Linked DNA regions of Oryctolagus cuniculus: region 1 is linked to region 2. Evidence: chromatin contacts called from public Micro-C data. All regions are on one chromosome and are shown on one strand. The core of a region is the stretch at or near the end of the contact, and the rest is flanking DNA. Distances in the headings are between cores, read along the strand shown. Region 1 has its middle 17 kb from the start of KRT78. Region 2 has its middle 45 kb from the start of KRT5.

Evidence for each region. Hi-C and Micro-C count contacts between places; a contact is called where the count stands out from the background.
Region 1: a contact with region 2 is called in a Micro-C map of ear pinna, with 6 times the contacts expected there. The contact joins two enhancer-like sites. A contact is called at or near these places in 3 of 6 Hi-C or Micro-C datasets (ear pinna, psoas muscle and an unstated tissue).

Annotation. Positions count from the first base shown.
Region 1 is chr11:55,982,281-55,985,265 of mOryCun1.1, reverse strand. No RefSeq gene overlaps it. Among named protein-coding and RNA genes, the nearest start is that of KRT78, 17 kb to the right of the region's middle. Within about 2 kb of position 1,530, at least 3 of the 8 cell types and tissues checked have an H3K27ac peak or open chromatin away from gene starts, as enhancers often do. A contact at or near this core is called in ear pinna, where this site is marked.
Region 2 is chr11:55,784,473-55,787,429 of mOryCun1.1, reverse strand. No RefSeq gene overlaps it. Among named protein-coding and RNA genes, the nearest start is that of KRT5, 45 kb to the right of the region's middle. Within about 2 kb of position 1,364, at least 1 of the 8 cell types and tissues checked has an H3K27ac peak or open chromatin away from gene starts, as enhancers often do. A contact at or near this core is called in ear pinna, where this site is marked.

The DNA of each region.
Region 1 (2,985 bases), core at 281-2,780, 200 kb before region 2:
ACCCCCGCAGCAACCATCAATGCCGGTTTTACTGCCCAGGGTGTGATGGGAACCTGCAACTGGGCTGCACGGGGGTGGGGGGTGGAGGCCCCCGCGTCGGGCGGTGCCCGCCCCGCCCAAGCTCCTGTTCAGCTCCAGGGACAGGACGCCCTCATTTTCCCAACACGCCTCTGTCCCCAAAAGAAATCACCCCATCCTTAGTCCGCTGTCGCCTGAAACCAGGCCTGGCCTCTCCCCACGGCTCAGGGACCGCTCCCAGGAGTTTGGGTCCCATGTGGCTGGGTGGCAGGCACCGTGGCCTGGCCTCTGAGAGGTGGTCTTGGGGGCTGACAACGGTGGTCCTGTCCCTGGAGCTGAGCGCCAGGGGACTGGGTCTGGGCGCTTGGTTGCTAAGCAACAGAAACAGTCAGAAGGGCCGTCAGTGGCTGGGAAGACCCCCCCTCTGCCGGTGGGTAGGCCTGAGTCTTGCCCTCCCCAAGTGGGGGACATTGACAATGGTTCTCTCCAGACAGGAAGGGAGGACTCCCTGCTGCTGGCCAAGGCTGGGGAGACCCGGAGGTCACAGAGCAATTGTGCCTGGGACCACAGTGGGGGCACACCTGGGGCACCTCCTTCCTTCCAGGAAAGCCCTGGGTCTCAGGATGCCCCCCCCACCACGGCCCATCTTCTTCCCCCACAGTCCTTGCTGAGACTGTCTGCTCCTGGGGGCTGGGGCTGGAGACCACAGCAAGGAGGGTGTTTGATGGGGTGAAAGGGGGTGTCAAATCCCAGGGAACAGTGAGCCAGCCATGTGCCAAGGCTGCCCCCTGCTCCAATCCCCCAGCCTGGGCGGGCCACCTGGGACCTGCCTCATGGATTCTGGCTGATTTATCAGACAGCTTCCCGTAGAGGGGCATGAAGAAGCCAAATGGGTGGTCTCTGGGTTGTGGGACTGGGGGACTGGGGTCTTTGTCTCTTTAAAAGATTTATTTATTCCTTTGAAAGGCAGAGAGAGAGAGAGAGAGAGAGAGAGAGAGAGAGAGAGATTTTCCATCTGCTGGTTCAGTCCCCTAATGGCTGCACTAGTTAGGTCTGGGTCAGGCTGAAGCCAGGAGCCAGGAGCTCCATGTCTCCCATGTGGGTGCAGGGGACCAAGCACTTGGGCCATCTTCTGCTGCTTTCCCAGGTGCATTAGCAGGGAGCTGGATGGGAAGTGGAGCAGCCGGGACCCCACTGGCACTCTGATACGGGATGCTGGAGTTGCCACGACACTGGCCCCCGTGGGCTGGATCCTGGGGGCAGGTCGATGAGGCTTGCTCTGCTCCCCATCACAGAGCACACTGGCTGCTTCCAGCTCTGGGGACTGGACTCGGGGGTTGGCTGTGACGACAGGTGGCTTTGCTTACAACGCTCATGTTTGCAATGGAAATGGCCAAGGCCAGAGGAAGGCCCAAGTACCTTGCCAGGCTGGGGCCTTGCTGTCGTGCTGAGCAGCGGGAGCTCCGGGGCTGGTCTCCGCCAGCGGCTCGCCCACCTCCCTTCCCTGCTGCACGACAGCTGGACCCGCACTCCCGGAAGCCAGCTGGCCCTCAGGTGCCCTGCCGTGTGTCCTGGCAAAGGGTCCCTGGGGCACAGGAACGGCTCCTCCATTGCCCAGACCTTGCTTGCAGGTTTCCTGCCCTGCTTCTGTGTCCATCCGGGGCCTGGGTGAGGCAGCAGGGTGGGGCTCCTGCTTGGCAAGGCTCAATTTTGCTGGCTGGGAGTTTTTGAGGGTGCTAATTAAAAGGAACCACCCAGAGAGAATGACTTCACCTGTTCACACACACCCTTGCGCCCAGCCCTCTGTCCTGCCCGCGTTCACACGGCCCGGCCCAGGTGGGGTGGGCGCGCTTGTGTGTGTGTGTGTACAAGCACCCTGTGTTTCTGGCATTCTTCCCTCCCCCAGCCAAATACTGCACTCGCTGCATCTCCCTTGCTGAACTGGCTATGCAGAAAGAATGGGGGTAGTGGTGGAGGGGAGCTGGGGGGCCCTCAAGGGCCTCACTACAGTGGGGGAAGTCCTCCCCTGAGCTAGCCTCCGTCCTGCTAGCTGCAGCCCGTTCCCACTTGGCTTCTTCCCTTTGAGCTGGGTTTTTCTCTCCAGTTCTCCACAATCTTCTCTGCTCCTTAAATCCAACACCCCCTGCACCCCCCAACCCTGGAGCGAGATCACAATCCATCCATCTGTCCGTTTCTCTGCTGTGAGCTGCGGGGTGGTGGTGTAGAATTGGTGCTAGCCGGCCGGGCACTGCTCACTACCCCAGGGTCTTAAACAAACAGTCCCACTTGGGCACGGGGTACAGCCCCTGGTCCTGGCTGAGGGGGGCGGGATGTGGGTGTCTGGAATCTCTGGGGGATCTAGAGGGGGACAGTTCCAGGTTTCTGGCTGCCAGGGAGTACTGTGGCGCTCTGATGGCAGAGGCTGGGCGGCCCCAGCCGGCTTCGAGAGCCTCAGCTCCGCCTCCCTTCATTCTGAGATTGCCCTGTAGAGGTCGCCCTAAGCCAGGCTTCCTGCAGGCGGCCCAGGTCCAGGCTGTCTTCAGACTCCGGGTCCCATTTCAGACCAGCGTGGGGACTCTGGTCTCCCTCTAGGCTCCTCTAGCCTGCAGGGGTCCAGGAAAAGGGACAGAGATCATCTGTATCCCATATGCCCCCAAAGCAGCTGGAGCAAACAGCGTTGGTGGCCAGAGAATGTACATGCAAATAGCATGCAAACAAGCCCAGCTAGCCTGCCCTGGCCAGTGTGCCAGCAGGTGCTTGGGTCTAGGGTGGGGACAGGAGTGTGCCTCTTTCTCCCCCTCCGTGGGGGTCGGGCCCCTGTCTTTGCTGCCCCTCCCCACAGCTGACCATGGCTAAATGTTGAGATATGGTCCTCAGTGCTCACCACCACCTACAGAGGGGGACCAGACCACCACCCTCACTTGCTTATGGCTCCAGCAGGTGAAGTAAATGCTCACTTTTCCTGTC
Region 2 (2,957 bases), core at 115-2,614:
GCTATGGCTGTGGGCTCCTCTGAGCCCTCCGTGGCTCCTTATTGTGATGCGGGTCCTCCACTCTGGCTGCCGACTTCCCTGTCTCCTTTCCCATAGCCAGGAGCCACTGTGCCTCTTGCTCCCTGGAGGGCGGCATTGCCCCCCACTCTCTGGCTGCAGCCTCCAGGTTCACTCCACAACCCGCCTCCTGCCACCGCTGGAAGCCCAGCCACACTCCCCAGGGGCCCCCACGGACACTCATGACTCTGGAGGGAGATGGGGACTGGGTCTCTGGCACCGTGTCCTTTGCCTCCTTCTTTTCAGGGCTGGGCTGTAGGGGGCGGGGAGCTAGCTAGCGCCAGGCACCGCCGAAGCCCACCTACCCAAGCCTCTGTTTCCAGGGCAGGTTTGCATCCTGGAGCTTCCACAGAGAGAGGGGTCCCTGGATGTGGCTGGAGTCCCTCCCTCCCAGCCAGGGCCTCTTTCTTGGCCACCAGCTTCGGGGGTCCGCCTTGCACTCTTTCTGCATCCCTTGTCCCCTCACCCCCAGTCTCTCCTGTCCATCAACCCCGTCTTCCCCAAGCCCTTTCTCCTAAAGCACCCTCTTCTTATTTCTCCATGCCCCACTGTGGTCTCTCGTTCCTCTCGATCCTCACATCACCTCTGGTTGCCGAGGACCCCTTGCCAGCTCCCTTCCTGAGTCTGTGCCCAGAGCCCAGCAGGCTTGGTTATAACGTGGGCACGGGGAGAGGGGTGCCATTGCCCCCCATCCCCACCCAAGGCAGGTGTCTCCTCCCCACCCCCATCCCTCCCCAGGCCTGGGCCATGTCCTAGGCTCGGGAGGGGCTGGGCTTCTTCCCGTTTGGACAGGGCTGGTGGGAGCTGGAGAGTGCGTCATTAGCAATGGCTAATTTTGCAGATGCACGGAGGGAGGGGTGGATCAAGCAGTCAAGGTCAAAAGAAGGATGCATTTTCGCCAGCTTGGTTTTCCAAAAAGAACCAGGGATTTCGACCAGGAGGAGGGGCTGGGGAGTGAGAAGACGCCTGCCTCGCCTCACACTTCTTCCAAAGGAGGAGGGACCGGCAAGGCTACCCGGCTGGGGGAAGGTAGTCTGCCCAGAGCAAGACAGCGCTTGCCTGGGACATAGCTGTGTGCACCTGGGCGAGGACCGAGGCAGGGGGTGGAGCTTTCCTCCTAAACAGGAGGGGAGAAGCAGAAGCAACAGGAGCTGAGCAGGGAGAGAGAGAGAGAGAGAGAGAGAGAGAGAAATGGAGGAGCTTGGTGGGGCCCAAGCCAGGTGTGCCGTAGGAGCAGCAGCCGGCAGACCCTGAGCCAGGCAGGGGAGCTGGGCAGGGCAGAGCCTGGGGTTGCTGGCGAGGCCTCTGCTCTGTCTTTCACAAGTGTCATCTGCACCAGTGTGGCCCCTAGCAGTGGACATTTTGGGAAAGTCCCTCAGCACGGTGTCTGGTTCTCAGTGTGGATGGAATTCAGTGCAAATCCGTGCCATCTGGCCACCTATTTTCTCTCTCTCTCTCTCTCTTCTTTCCTTCCTTTCTTCCTTCCTTCCTTCCTTCCTTCCTTCCTTCCTTCCTTCCTTCCTTCCTTTTCTCATTGTTTACTTTAAAAGTCAGAGTTATACAGAGAGAGAGAGAGATATCTTCCATCCGCTGGTTCACTCCCGAAATGGCTGCAATGGTCAGGGATGGGCCAGGATGAAGCCAGGAGCCAGGAGCTTCTTTGAGGTCTCCCATGTGGGTGGCAGAGGCCCAAGCACTTGGGCCATCTTCTACTGTTCTCTCAGGTGCATTACAGGGAGCTGGATCGGAAGTGGAGCAGCTGGGACTTGAACCAGCACCCATACAGGATGCCAGCATAATGGGCGGTGGCTTTGCTTCCTACGCCACAGTGCTGGCCCCTGCCTGTTTCCGTAATAACCTGAGGGTTACACGAGCATGTGTGAGCAGAAGGGGCACTCATGGGGGTAGAGGCAGACCAGGGAATTGCCTGGGGTCTCAGGGGCTTGGAGAGATGTGCCCCCCACCTTGAGCCCTAAGATCTGGGGAATTCGGCACCCGCTCCTCTGCCAGATGGTGGGTGAGGTTTGGGTGACCAGCTGCCCCGAAACTCCCGTGTCCTGGATAACCCTGCCCTCCCACCCAGCCAGCACAAGCCGTCGGTCACTCCTCCAAGGGGCGCTGAGCTCCTCCTGATGGCCCCGCCCGGGGTGCTAGCCCTTGTCTTCTGTGCCCAGAGCTGCCTGGCTGCTTCTTAGGAAAAAGTACAGCTTTTCCTCCCTGGCTCCACAGCTCCACCTGCTGGCAGTGATGGTTATGCCACCCCACCCCCACCACGCTGCTGTCCTATCTGGTTGGCCTAGACACTCCAGATGCCAGGGGTGTCAGGAGGGTGAAGGGTTTCCCAAGGGGAGCAGACTGTGGAGCAGGATGGAGAGGCAGGCTCCTTCACACCCTGGGGGGTGTCAGGCTTCTGCCCCAGAGCCACTGTGCTTTGTCCCAGGTCTTGTCCTTCAGGAATGAGCTTGAGAATCCTTCAATCTCCCTTCTTCCTCTCTGCTAATGACCTTCCTCTATGAATCTGGATGTCTTCTATGTGCAGGGACAGCCGGGAGGCCACAGGGCGAGAGGACAGGGGCCTGCATCACTCGCCCCAGACTCAGCAGAGGCCACACTGCTTGTGTCTGTGGGGTTCCTCCTGGCCGTGCTTTCTCTCTGCAGAAGGGGACTCTCAGCCCACCCCCTACCCCCAGGGATATTCCAGCCCAGGGTGAGGGGAGCTCAGCTCCTCGGGATCCTGCGGACACCAGTGTCACCCCCCGACTTCCGCTGTGCAGCAGAGCCCACTCTGACCTAGAACCCAGGCTCTACAAGCCTGCCCCCCAGGATCCCCGTGTGACTCTGCACTGCCTACGGCAGGGAGGGGATACTCCTGCCTGCACCCCCATCTTTCCCTGGGGACC